Linked DNA regions of Danio rerio: region 1 is linked to region 2. Evidence: chromatin contacts called from public HiCAR-type data. All regions are on one chromosome and are shown on one strand. Each heading gives the region's core, a stretch centred on a gene start, on an enhancer-like site or on the middle of the called end of the contact. The rest is flanking DNA. Distances are from core to core; before and after follow the strand shown.

The links. HiCAR-type assays count read pairs that join an accessible place to other places.
Region 1: a contact with region 2 is called in a HiCAR-type map of caudal fin, with 13 times the contacts expected there. The contact joins the enhancer-like site here to the promoter of bcl6aa in region 2. A contact is called at or near these places in 5 of 18 Hi-C or Micro-C datasets (caudal fin, embryo, hematopoietic stem cells and 1 more) and 1 of 4 datasets of contacts at active chromatin or transcription factors (caudal fin).

Annotation. Positions count from the first base shown.
Region 1 is chr6:31,240,012-31,246,630 of GRCz12tu, forward strand. No RefSeq gene overlaps it. Among named protein-coding and RNA genes, the nearest start is that of tprg1, 14 kb to the right of the region's middle. Within about 2 kb of position 3,125, at least 15 of the 62 cell types and tissues checked have an H3K27ac peak or open chromatin away from gene starts, as enhancers often do.
Region 2 is chr6:30,717,389-30,723,855 of GRCz12tu, forward strand. It overlaps bcl6aa (BCL6A transcription repressor a), which reads right to left and starts at 3,479. Exons shown (of 9, transcript NM_200734.2): 1 at 3,424-3,479; 2 at 352-523; 3 at 30-251. The coding sequence starts at 3,454. The region is part of intron 1 of LOC141386287; the gene reads left to right. It also overlaps a transcript of lpp not described here.

The sequences.
Region 1 (6,619 bases), core at 1,875-4,374, 520 kb after region 2:
GTCTTTTAGAGACTAGAGTTTAGAGTATGTCTGTGCCGTTTTGGTGGCGCACAGATCAAGGGCAACTCTAGAGGGGTGGCATAGACCCCTATAGGTTATAGGCTAGGATTCCTGTAGCCTATCCTAGAACCTCATGTTTGGATTTGGACGTTTTGGCATTAATTTATTCTGGCATTTTATGCATGAATTTCAATTCTGTACATGTTTCACGAACAACACAACGCTAAAACACAAATGTGTTACCAGCAGTCATCATTTTGAGCATGCCCTTGAGGCTGTGTCTAAACATGCACATGTCAGAGTATCTAAGCCCAGAGGGGCAATAAACTTTCCTGAGTTGCCGGCTGAACCTACTAGTTTCGCTATCAAATCATGTGTGTGAATGAGGGAAGGAAAACTACAACAGGAAATAGCCCATCTTCTTGAAGATTTCTCAAATACAAAGCTCATTACATGCTTGAGTCATTTATAATGCAGGTGTGCGTTACATACTGTAAGCCTACAACCAACTGCTAATTTTGCTCTTTCTTAAGTTCTTTTTCATCTCCACGTCTTGGACGTATCTGAGTCACGCGGGTTGGCAGGTTGCATTTATTAACAACAGGACTAAGAAAGAGTGAGGAGGATGGAGGAGGCCGCAGGAGGTGTCATTTTTCATCGCCTGTGGAAACCTCATCGGTCAGAACAGAATCCGACAAGCATGTCAGAGCAATCTCCTCAGTGCTGATATCTCCGACTTCCCTTTTACTGCTGCCCTGCTCTGCGTCTCACCGCGCATCAGGTCCCAGAGGGCAAAAAGATGTGGAAACACAACAACAGTCAACAGACACAATGATACCCTCCTTACACCTGTCACAAAACCACTCTGCCTCCTGTGATTCTTCATTGCGAGCAAAACAAGTTTTTGGTACCCAATCATGATTTCCCAAATAAATGCTCTGAACAGTTTTGAAGCTTTTCTCGTCTTTTTGTTCGTTTCAAGCAAACAATGCACATGAATCCTAAAGGAAAAGTAGGTCACCAGAAGGTTATTTTTAGAGCATAACACACACTCCTTATAAATGGGCAACTGCAGATGCGTCGTTTTTGTACGAGACATCAGCCGAATGCATCAGGCGAACATACAGAGAGTCGAGATTTTCAATTTGCCAGCGAGTCGAGTTAGCTATTAATCCGGTTTCAAACTTTAATGCCCTCCTGCGGGGATGAGAGGCCATGTCAGAGCATAGCGCGCGGGCGCATGTGTGTGTGAGAGGAGAGCCGCGTGGATTGTCTTTGATGATCGAGGGACATGTAAGGATTTGTTAAACCCTTCATTTTAAGTGGACCCCTGTTTCATCAGCCTCTCAGCCTTTTTTTCCTGCTGAGGTGTTGTACTTTCACTTTGCTTTAGAAGAAGACGCCCTCAAAATGTTTGCTGTCTCGTTCGGGTTTTTAGCTGACTGATTAAAGATAAAGCATCATAAAGAATCGGTCAGACATTTAATCAAATTGGACTGCCCAAATGCAGTTAGGTCACAATGTCAAAAATATATAGCTAGGTGAGAGTATCGCTTCGCTGTACAGTTAGTTACCACAGCCCATGCAATCATCCAGCTTTGTTACATACTCCAGCTCTCCACACTCATAAGAAGACCAGGCTCAGTGAAGCGGAATGCAAGTGGGCAACCAGGCTGAAAATGTACTGTAATCCTATAGGCATTGTGTGGAAAAACACAAGAATCCACCGTTAACTCTAAATGAGCCAAATTCAAGTCCGTTCAAGCCAACCAACAACTGAAAACATTGTTAGGAGTAGCTCCATATGGAATTTTTGACAGGAATGAAAATGATGTTTTCAAGTAAAGAAGTAGGCCTACTGGAGAGCTTGATTAGTTGGTTCAGGTGTGTTTAATAGGGGTTGGAACTAAAATATGCAGGATACTGGCCCTCCAGGACCGAGTTTGGGCATCCCTGCTTTATTGAAACCATTAGAAGAAATTTTTGGACTATCAAGGGTTCTGCCGTGTCTGTGCTGACTTGTGCTTGTGGAAATGTACAATTGACTCCAGTACAGAAGAACAGTTTTTTTAACCATTATTTAAACACAGATCACCTCAAATTGAAGCAAACATAGCAAAGTCTATTTCTTTGCATGTCGTTCATGTGTTTCCCAACAGCAGGTGCAGGTATGTTTGTGTGGTTTCTTTCACTGCCATGCACACATCGAATTTAACAGCAAGACAAGTGCAGAGGTGTATGGCACCATCTGGACACAGAAAGAGGGTCAGTACACTCAGATAACCTCAGGGTAAATACACATCTCACAGCAAATCACCAATGAATGAAAAATAGAGCTTTTTAAAAAAGAAACTTCCCTCAAAATCCCTTCAAAAAAACACAGCTGTTAATTGCTCTGTGCCTCCTACAGCACCTGACTAACAAGAGGGATTTCTTTGGCTTTGTTTGTTTACTTCAGGCCAAAAAAGGTCAAGTGAAGCGGAGACATATTATATAGGCCAGCGCAATGAGGCAGCCAAAGTGAAATGAGGCAGAAATACAAACCTTAAGACGGATTAAAGTAGATCCGATCAAAGTTTTTAGGACTTCTTGAAAAGGGTCAGAATGTCACTGCGTCACCCAGAGCTGACATTAAAATATGCTGTGGTTACAGCAATGTTGTGCTTTATGCAAATCACATGTGCCACACAGCATAGCTTTGTTGTATTTGGGACAAAAGCGGCCCGATATTCGACAAAATGTGTGGCCTCTAAGGTCAAACCGGGCCTATGATATTAAATCGTTCATAACAGATCAGCACTGGGAGGATGATATATACAGTACTTTGTAATTTTTTTCTGCCTCATCAAAGCTTATTTTCATCATCGGATATTCTTAAGGGCAGGGATTAATCATCATCAGGGATTTTCATTAGAAATGTAAAGATATGTACTTCGTGGATAGATTTGTTTGACCCATGTCCCCCACAGCACAGTCCATTCCAAACTTCTAATAATAATCAGACCAGATCATCTCAGCGGAGGCCTGATCCATTCAGGTCAATGAGAGTCAACAGTATATTAGTAGCAGCGGCACTGTAAGCCTCAGAGGCTGCTCAAGCGTTCCCTCTCCAGAGTCTGCTTAAAGAATGAGTCAAAGCTGTGAGAACACTGCCACCCTGTGCCCGATGCAGAAACTGCTCTCAAACTGTTTTCTGTTTCATTCGAATGTAGTAGAATTAGGAACTCTGTTTTTAGATCTTTGATTAGAGCCTTTGGCAATAGGTCAGCATAATATTAATAAATAATAAAAATAAAAAATAAATAAATATAATATTAATAATACTAATAATAATAATAATAGGCAACACGGTGGTGTAGTGGGTAGCACTGTCACCTGACAGCAAAAAGGTCGCTGGGTCAGTTGGCATTGGAGTTTGCATGTTATCCCTTGGGTTTCCTCCAGGTGTTCCGTTTTCCCCCACAGCTCAAATACTTGTGGTAGGCTATAGGTGAATTGAATAAGCTAAATTGGCCATAGTGTATGTATGTGAATGCAAGAGTGTTTGGGTGCTTCCCAGTGCTGGGTTGCGGCTAGAAGGGCATCTGCTGCGTAATAACACATGCTAAATAGGTAGGCGGTTTATTCCACTGTTGATTAATAATGGGAAAAAAGCTTAAAAGAAAATAAATAAATGAATAATAATAATAATAATAAATATATAATACCTGATTGCATGTTTTTGTGAAATATCATGACAGAAATTTGTATAATGACAAGTGTATGACACAGGTATTACAAGGAGAATGTGACTTATGAGGACATTGCCTATACCATGCCTATTTTTCAAAAGACATAAATCTTTTTTTTTTTCTTCAGAAAGTAAATATGCACATAATTTCCTTTGAGGGTTGGATTTAGAAATAGGCTTGGGGTTGGGGCTAAAAAACAGTTTAAACAGTATAAAATCAATGGCATCCTATAAAATATCCCCCCAAAAATGAGTGTTTGTGTGTGTAGCAGATTAAAAAAAAAAAAAAAACAGGTAGCTGTGGACTTGATTAAAGGCATTTTTAAAAAGTAACATCATTCATTCATTCATTTACTTTTCAGCTTTGTCCTTTTATTAATCTGGGGTCACCAGAGCAGAATGAACTGCCAACTTATCCTGCATATGCTACCCACAGCATCACCCTAAAAAGTAACCTAGTAAACTTTAACATTGGGTGGCCTAATGACATGAGCATCATTAAATTAGTAAATTAAAAGCAAAACTTTTTTGAGTGAAAAACCTTACATCTTTAAATCTGCTGTGATGCCTTTTGGTCACGAATTACACATGCACATTTCAGTAATCCAACAGATCAAATGTTAAGGTGTTTACATGCCAGACAGAACTGGGGTAATAATTCTCCAAAATATGTCTGTGCTGATCGGTTTATGCTTAAGCTGTTTATGAAGGTTTAACACATTTATGACCACACATGTTGACCTCGTGCATGTAAACAGATTCACTCATCCACTCCCCTTCAGCTTATTTCCTCCTTTATCAGGGGTCACCAAAGCAGAATGAACCTCCAATTACGCTTGCATATGTTTTTATGGTGGATTCTCTTCCTGTCGCAGCCCAGAACTGAGAGTACAACCATTAGTGCTGGGAAACACTCACACACTCTCCCATTCACACACTTTGGCCAATTTACTTTATCACGTTAACCTGTTTCAAATGACTTTGGGGGAAGCCGGAGCACCTGGAGGAAACCCACGGAAAGACACATGGAGAAAATGCAAACTTCACACAAACAGGTCTTCTGGTCCTCCTAGATAAAATCATTTAATGCCTCTAATCACATTAATATACAAACCATAACACAAATTTAGCATTTTCAAAATTAGTATATTGCACAATTTTATTTTTATTTTTTAAATGTTGGTATATGAAAAAATACCACTTTAAACAACTGAGAGTTTTTGTATATGAATAACACCATATTTACTTTATTGCTTTATTTACTTTATTACTTTATTATACTATAGCTTTCAAATCAAAGCTATAGTAATTTAACTGCCAGGGCATTCATTGATAATTAGGTGATCATTACATCAGTGGGCCCAGTTCCTGTCTTCCACCACACTGCTCTCAGATAACCAGCTTAATAGATAAGAGCATTATGAGAGCTTTACTTTGTTCAGAATTACGTCTTTACAGTGTTAACCTGAACACAGAAAATCTTGTGTATATCTTGTGTAAATCCCGGGAAATCTACATCCCCGGCTCATTCTGAAAACGCACCTCTATATACATTCCTGGAGTCCACGAAATAGTCCTACGAGGTACTTTTTTTTGCAGTTTTTTTGCGAGAGGCTGTCATTCACACCTGCTATTTTTGCATAAACCCACCAGAGGCCACTGTTGACTGATTGTTTGACTGACTGACTGACTGACTGACTAACTGACTGAATGACTGACCGACCAATCGACTGACCCACCCTCCTTATTCCCTAAACCCAACCACTACTACGTTTTCAGATTTTACCACATTCTTTACTTATTATTTACTTATTTAAAGCTGTTTATATGTCGGTCAGCTGGTAAACGCAATAAGAAATGGCGTCATACCACCCCATATGAACCTCTGGCTACATAATTTGTGGTCTCCAGAAACGTATATAGGACTACGTTGTTTTACTACGTAATTTAACTTCACTTCAGAAAGTTCATTCATATATTTTCCAAACACCACTGCCAGCAGCTTATCTATTACATACATTTCAGTTAGACTTAATTACTTTAGTCAAATGCCAACATATATATATATATATATATATATATATATATATATATATATATATATATATATATACATACACACACACACACACACACAAAACCCTAATAAGTTGACTGAGCTAAATTAATTGAGTAAACTCGTTGCCTCATTTTAATTAAGTAATGGAGAGTCTCCCAAAATTTTAAGTTAATATATATATATATATATATATATATATATATATATATATATATATATATATATATATATATATATATATATTTCAGAATATGACGAATATATATACCTGAAGCCATTTGTTTTTTGATATAAAAAAAGACTTTGCACTTAAAAGGTTGCACATATTGGAATTTTACAGTCAAGACCACATTCGTGAAAACCTATTTGTTTCAAATGATTAATTATGATTTTGAGTAAAATACACTTGAGCTCTTAAGTTTATGCATTTTCATGGTACAAAAGTTAAATTAAATCATATTTTTAAGCGATAAAACCAAAATGCTAAATTTTAAGTTATGTTTAGTCAACTTTACTTAATTGTTTAAGTAAAGACAACATCAAGGTTTACAGTGTATAAACATGTTAACACACAATAAAATAATTTTCGAGTTAATATTAATGAGTTAACAACTTGCCCAACCCCTAAAATTAACATTATACAAACAAATGCTACATAATAGTTGTCTGTGATTATAAAGTGCCAGTGCTGATTCACATTATGCACGATTTGTTGTTCATTTGCAGTCATTTGTCACATTCTGTCACAGTGCAGCAGACTAAGTGCCTTCACATCAGCTTGTGCAACATTGTTTACCTTCCAAGACATACAGGCTGACTCTGAGAAGCTG
Region 2 (6,467 bases), core at 2,229-4,728:
GTGTAATTTATCTACAAATGAAAATATACCTGGACTTTATGAATCTGTGGCACGTGTCAACAACGTGGTCCATCTGCAAGTAGATGGCCGTGTTCATGATGGCCATGATGAGGCTCTCCTTCAGTGCGAGACGTGAAGTGTACATGAACTCCAAAAGGATTGCGAAACCCTCTGGGTCGACCTTCGGGTCCAGACTGATGGCGTTCAGGTTACATTTGTGTGAATCGGTAAAGATAGAGTAGAAGAGCCCACTGTGGAGAAATTATGATTTTAGTCAACTTTTTAGGTCGCACTTTAACACATTTCCACCACAGACAAAGTATATAACAAGCAAGCAGCCTTCAATTGTACCTGCATGCCATAAGGACTGTTTTGTGTGCTCGAAACTGCTGTCTGTTGACCAGAATCGTGACATCTGTGAGGATATCTCTGCTACGCAGTCGGTTCAGGTTGAGCAGAACATCACTTGCATGACGCGTGAATTGGATGCAGCTGTCGGCTGCACAAGCCATTTTTTCTAGATCTGTTAGGAAACAATGAGAACTGTGAATGATGCAATCGACACTCACTTAACAACATGCAGTAAAATAAGAAAAGTTGGGTAATATTCTAACATCACAGGATTTATTAAAGCTTTTATTAGCGTTTAAAAACTTTACAAAGTTGATGATTCCCCCCTTTTTTGGGAAGGTATGTCAAAACATCTATTAAAAATAGTTTTATTCCTGTTATGCATCAAATTGTCATTGCGTACCTCCTCTGCTTTTTCTAACAAAGGAACAAAAAAAAAAAAAGAGGATACGCTATGGAGAATGACAGCCTCAGTCGCCATTCACTTTCATTGCAACTTATTTATTTATATATTTTTGCATATACTCAAAATGAATGGATTGAGGCTGTCATTCTGCCTGACATCTCCTTTTGTGTTCCACTGAAGAAAGAAAGTCATTCTGATTTTTCACAACAGGGAGGAGAGTTAATGATGACAGACTAATCATTTTTGGGTGAACTATCCCTTTAATCTGAAAAATCAATTATATGTATAGTCCTCAAAAATGCTGCCTTGTTTCTCTCCCCCATCTCCGATAGGGGGCGACAAATGATGAAAGTTTAGAGAACTGACATCCATCCACGTGCAGTACTTCTGTCAGGTCTGAGAGTCATTATTCATCCTACATAAAATTGTGTGACAGCATTATAGGAACTTTTATCAAGTTAATTTGTTTAAATGCTAGTCACGGAAAAAGGCATATGTATCTTAGTATGTCCCAATTTCACATTTACACAGTTTTTGCCTTGCAAAGAAAATTGCTTCTTTCCCTGCGAGTTTAAAGTCTTTATTTTTGGAGAAAAAAAACTCGAATGAGTCATGGGAAAATGTCGTTAGGCTGTTTATTGCGGTTCTGTGGACCGATACGCTTTACTATTGAGGGATGGGTGTAATAACAGACAAAGTGGAATAGTCAACAAACACAGCCGAAGAATTATGGTAATACAGCAGAAGAGTTTATTTTTGTAATGGATTAATTCTGTGATAGCCTCACACGTGTTTTTCTCTCCACCGTTGATATACTCCACCAATCACCTCAGACGGTTCTCCCAGTCACATCTGGCGCCTTGACACAAATATAGTTTCACTGAGCGCCTTTAAATAGTTAGGCGAACATTTCTCAGATGTTGAACATTCAGTATTAGAGATTCTGTTTCCATTTGAGACTACATAACATCAATATCCCGACCGCGAGCTGTCATGCTGCCAAAGCAGCTTAATCAGCCCGTGACTCTTGTAATGCTCTTGTGTGAGGAGGCGAAACACCCAGATGACCGAGAGAGGGGATCGGGATTTTAACGAGTGGACAAACAAACAAAAAAAGACACGCTCATGACGCACGGAAACCACCAAAACATTGCAAAACTCCAGCACGTTACAATGTTTTTGACAATTTAACCTAAACTTTTAAAACCGCACATTCACGTTCTCCACAACTACTTTCATCATTTTAGAAATGTAAAGTTTATCTTCCACGAGATGTCACCCAGAGACCGTTTTGTCATTCAGCGGTACTAAGCGACACTGACAACACCTGCGACTCTCGTATCAAGTCATATTTAGCAGATTCATCGGCATTTGAGCGCTCTTAAATCACCATGACGGTAAACAGAACGCCAACTTCTCACGAACACAGAAAAGTGTCAAGAGTAGCCTACACGCGTTCCGCTGTTAAGCTCTCGCGTCTCACGTTCTTAGTTTCCGTCTTAAGTGCTAGCCTAAATCTTATTTAACACTTTTATCCTATGTAACTGAACGCCAATAAATGTGCTCACTCCCCGAATAGAGACCGCGCCACAACACGCAAAGAACGGACAGAGATTTATGAGGCACTCGTTCGCTCAATGCCAAACAGCACTTTAAATATAGTCCATACCTGTTTATACATATACATTGCATTTTTAGTATCTATTTGGTGCCTCTGACACAAACACACGCATTGAAACGTACTCTAAAAATGAATAGAACACATTGGTGAGAATTGGCACATATACGCACAGAAAAAAAACATTAAGCTATAGCTGAGAGAAACTCGTGCAGGCTGGTCCTGCTACAAAGTGACAGCTACTGCAGAACGATACAAACTTTTCTATTGCATCTCTACTGCTGGAACACGTGAAATGCAACAATGTAAAACTCTCTGGAACCTTTATAAATCGTATCGACAATTCACATGACATAAACATTAATATATTTTCAAAGATGACATTGAGTCTCTGCGCTTCGGAAAAAATAAAGACAAATTGCAAATGCGCTCAACAGCTGTACAGCCAAATCAGAAAGGGTTATTAGGATGTGATTTACACCAACACAAACAAACTGCAAACACAAAGTACACGCTTTTGGCACAGGACAACAAAACCAAAACGTCACGAGAAAGAGCGAGCGAGAGTACAAACTCCGGGCTCTGAACTACTTTTAAAAACCTGCGCTGATTAAAGAAAAGGAGTGAAATTAATTTTCGGATGTCTTCGCTAACGATTCTGTTTTTATATTTAACCAAGCAGTACACAAACCCTGGTTTATATTCGTATCAACCAAGTGCTATTTAATCAACTCTAGAGCTTGTCTAGTTTGGCTGCTTTGGTACTGCGTCTGAATTTCCACCCCTCTTCTGCACACACTATTTACGACCCCACGATCCCGCAGTGAGGACTGACAGTGCAGTGTAGTTCATGCAGGACGACCTGAACTGTCAAAACTATTTTTACCAGACAGACCCACTGCATTAACAATCTGCCCTGAAAACTCCACAAAACGCCTCAAAATCAGCCGAAATAAACATTTAACCATAAAATCCAATAAAACAGCCTAATGAACATGTGTGACTAATGGCAGCAGCGCGCCAGTGGAAAAGAATGTAAAAAAATCACCTGGTAGTGCTTTCCTAGAAACTTCTTGCATCACCACTTCTAAGAACCCCAGTTCTAAGAATCAGAAGAGCTCAATTCTCGGAATTTGAGCTGGCGACCATACCATTTTTAGAGGGCAGGGGAGTGTCGTGTTTTGCTTTAAGTTTGCATTTCTTCGGTTATTGCTAAAAACATGATTTCACATCACTGCACTTTAATAACAAAACATAATGTTTATGTAAACGACGTTTTAAATGTAAACGAAATCATTATATTGCCGTAACGATTGAGAAAAATAGTGGCACTCGGTGTTTAATTCCTCCTCTCTAATGGACGCGTCCAGACAGAGACGGTCACGTGGGGAGAGAAAGTGGCTTACGTACGTTGTCTTTTTAGCCCAGCCTCAAAATACTCAGAACTAATTTGCTATTCCATGACATAAGCAAAGTGTCCATTCGTTGCTTTTCACTGTATTAAACCCACGGCCATAACCCAGTCTTTACAGAACATATCTGGAGCGCTTATTCACACGGACACGTTTTGTTTATTTATTGTGTTATTTTTGATACCTTTTTTCTATTATGTTGCCTCTTCAAATCTGTGGACCAGCCGGCCAGTGGGCACAAGGGTTTGTCTGATTGGGATTACATACATGAACATTGAGACATTGTGCTTGCATACCGGCTTTCTCGCATCTGGAATGTCGTTAATTTATTTTTAGAAAATTGTAACTTCGATTTAAACTGCTTTGTGCTCGTCGTGGTTTGTCTGTCACGTCCATATAACCGGTAGGCTATGAGCACGAACTGCTCTCGAATGGTTTAGGCAATTGTGTTCGAGAGGAATGTTGATTAATATTTATTTGACGCTTCGTTTCGGAATTGTGCGGGCTAATTGTCAAGTGACGCGCGAGCGCTGGTCTCTTGATGAATGCAGTGACAGAGGCAACAACTGACTGACCAATTAATCTTATTTTGCGTACAACTCCGCTTTACCAAACAACATTTGTAAAGCCACGCGATCTGTATAAACTGATTTTACATTCCGTGAAGTGTCACATATCCCTCACGTTGAAACTCGATGACAGCAGCATACTAAAAACAGCAGTTCGTACAAACACTTGTTGTTTAGGCCCACGGATATTCAATATATGTTTATATGCGCGTTAACTGCGTTAAACTGTTTGCTCGTGAACGGTCTTTGCTAGTTTGTTTTTATAATATATTCTTCTTAAAGCGTCGAAACTTTTAAAAACTGAAATTAAGCTGCAAAAACCGACATATTAGCATCTCTAGTTAACCCCAGGCCTCCGTTTATTAGCCTGTAGGGCACACAGTAGTTAACCTGTAGTAGTTTTAATGCCTTTTTTTCCAGAGGTACCGCAAAATATTGGAGAATAAAAAGAATTTCTGATATTCATCTGTCGTAACTCTCTTCAAAGTTTTACTCATCTTTTTTTTTAAGTTACGATGCAGATGTGGACATGTTTTATTCTGTCAAAGTGGCCATGCGGTGGTTTTGAAAAGCATCTGTCAGAAAGCATAAGGAGGAGGAGATGACACGTCTGTTTGCTGCTTTGAGCATATTCTCTTCCTCTTTCAAGTTAACATTTTTTTCTTATTGTCAAGCGCGAACAGTCAGTGCAGGTCCAAACGCACGTCAGGCGTCGTGTTTTCCAGAATACACTCGCAAAATAAGTCTAGCAAGCTCCCCGAGTTTACTCATTCGGTTATAACAGTAGTTACTGCGATATCCCCTGAGACACATCAACTCATAAGAACACCTGATAAAGAGAGAGAAGTTAAAGTATTTTAGATGACCCATCAGATTAACTGAAGACCATAATTTACCTCAAGTATTCAGAGATCAGCTAACGCTGGTTTAGCGAGCACAATCCTCGATGTTTGTGTGAGGGATAAAACGTTATTTTTTAGCACATATATTAGTCTATATTTTTGCATATATCGTCTCTGATGCATGTTTTGGTCTCCAGGAGATTAATTTTTGTAAGGTAAAGTGCTGAGTAACGAACAACATGAACTTAATATGTGAGCATTCCCTTGGGCATTCTATAATCTCACTTTGTTTTTTGCCACTGAAATTAATTATTATTGTGTAATATGGGCTATGCAACGTGAACTCTGGAATGCAAGGAACTTTTCCGCTGGGTCGTAAATATTTGGTCTGCTAGTAGTTTTGGATCTCATTTGCTCTAGACGTTTTTGTTTTAAGGCCTGTTAAGTTTGTAGATTTTAACATGATGTCCTTGCATGCTTTTTGTTATGAAGATTGCTTGTAAAATTGGTAATGTGGAAAACTATCGAAATGAACAGCATAGTGAGTGCTTTATATTATTGAACCCACTTTGCATATTTTTGTACAATCTGCTTATAACCATATGCATTGTTTGTTATTTGCTATTGTGTATTGTAAATGTGTGTAGATGCATATTGACAGATAATAAATAAAATAGTTTTTACTACATTTCGATGTCAAGTGTTTGATTTGCTTACTTTGAAGCTAAGCTTTTGTGGCGTATGCATGTGGGCATCTTGAGACGTGAATCAGAAATATGAACTGAATGGTTATATTTGAGGTAGTAAGAACACATTATTAATGGTGTTGTAATCACTCTAGTTGTCATATTTCCTTCTGTAAGGCTAACTGTAAACTCTGACCTACATATACAACCTTTTACATAACTATCACCTGTAGTTTTAAGCTTAAGCTGAAAGAAAAGTCACCAGGAACTTCTGTCTTTTTTCATATTATTATGGCAGTTTTGTTTTGAGGGAAATAATAAGAGGAAATGGAACAAGTAGTGAACAAAAATGTGTTTGTATTAAGGATGATGGGTGTAAATTAATCTATATGGCGAAAAATGTCGACCAGATCTGTTTAATTTTGATTGCTTAATTCACTTTGGATTTGACTTGTGGACTGCTTAGTGACTGACTTTCTGACACGCTCACCTGAGTAACTGCGTTTGTGGCTCCAGCTGTGGGGAGCAGGTCCGTCCTCCCTTGTGCCGTTTATACCCTGACACAGAAGCAGCATCTGTTGGG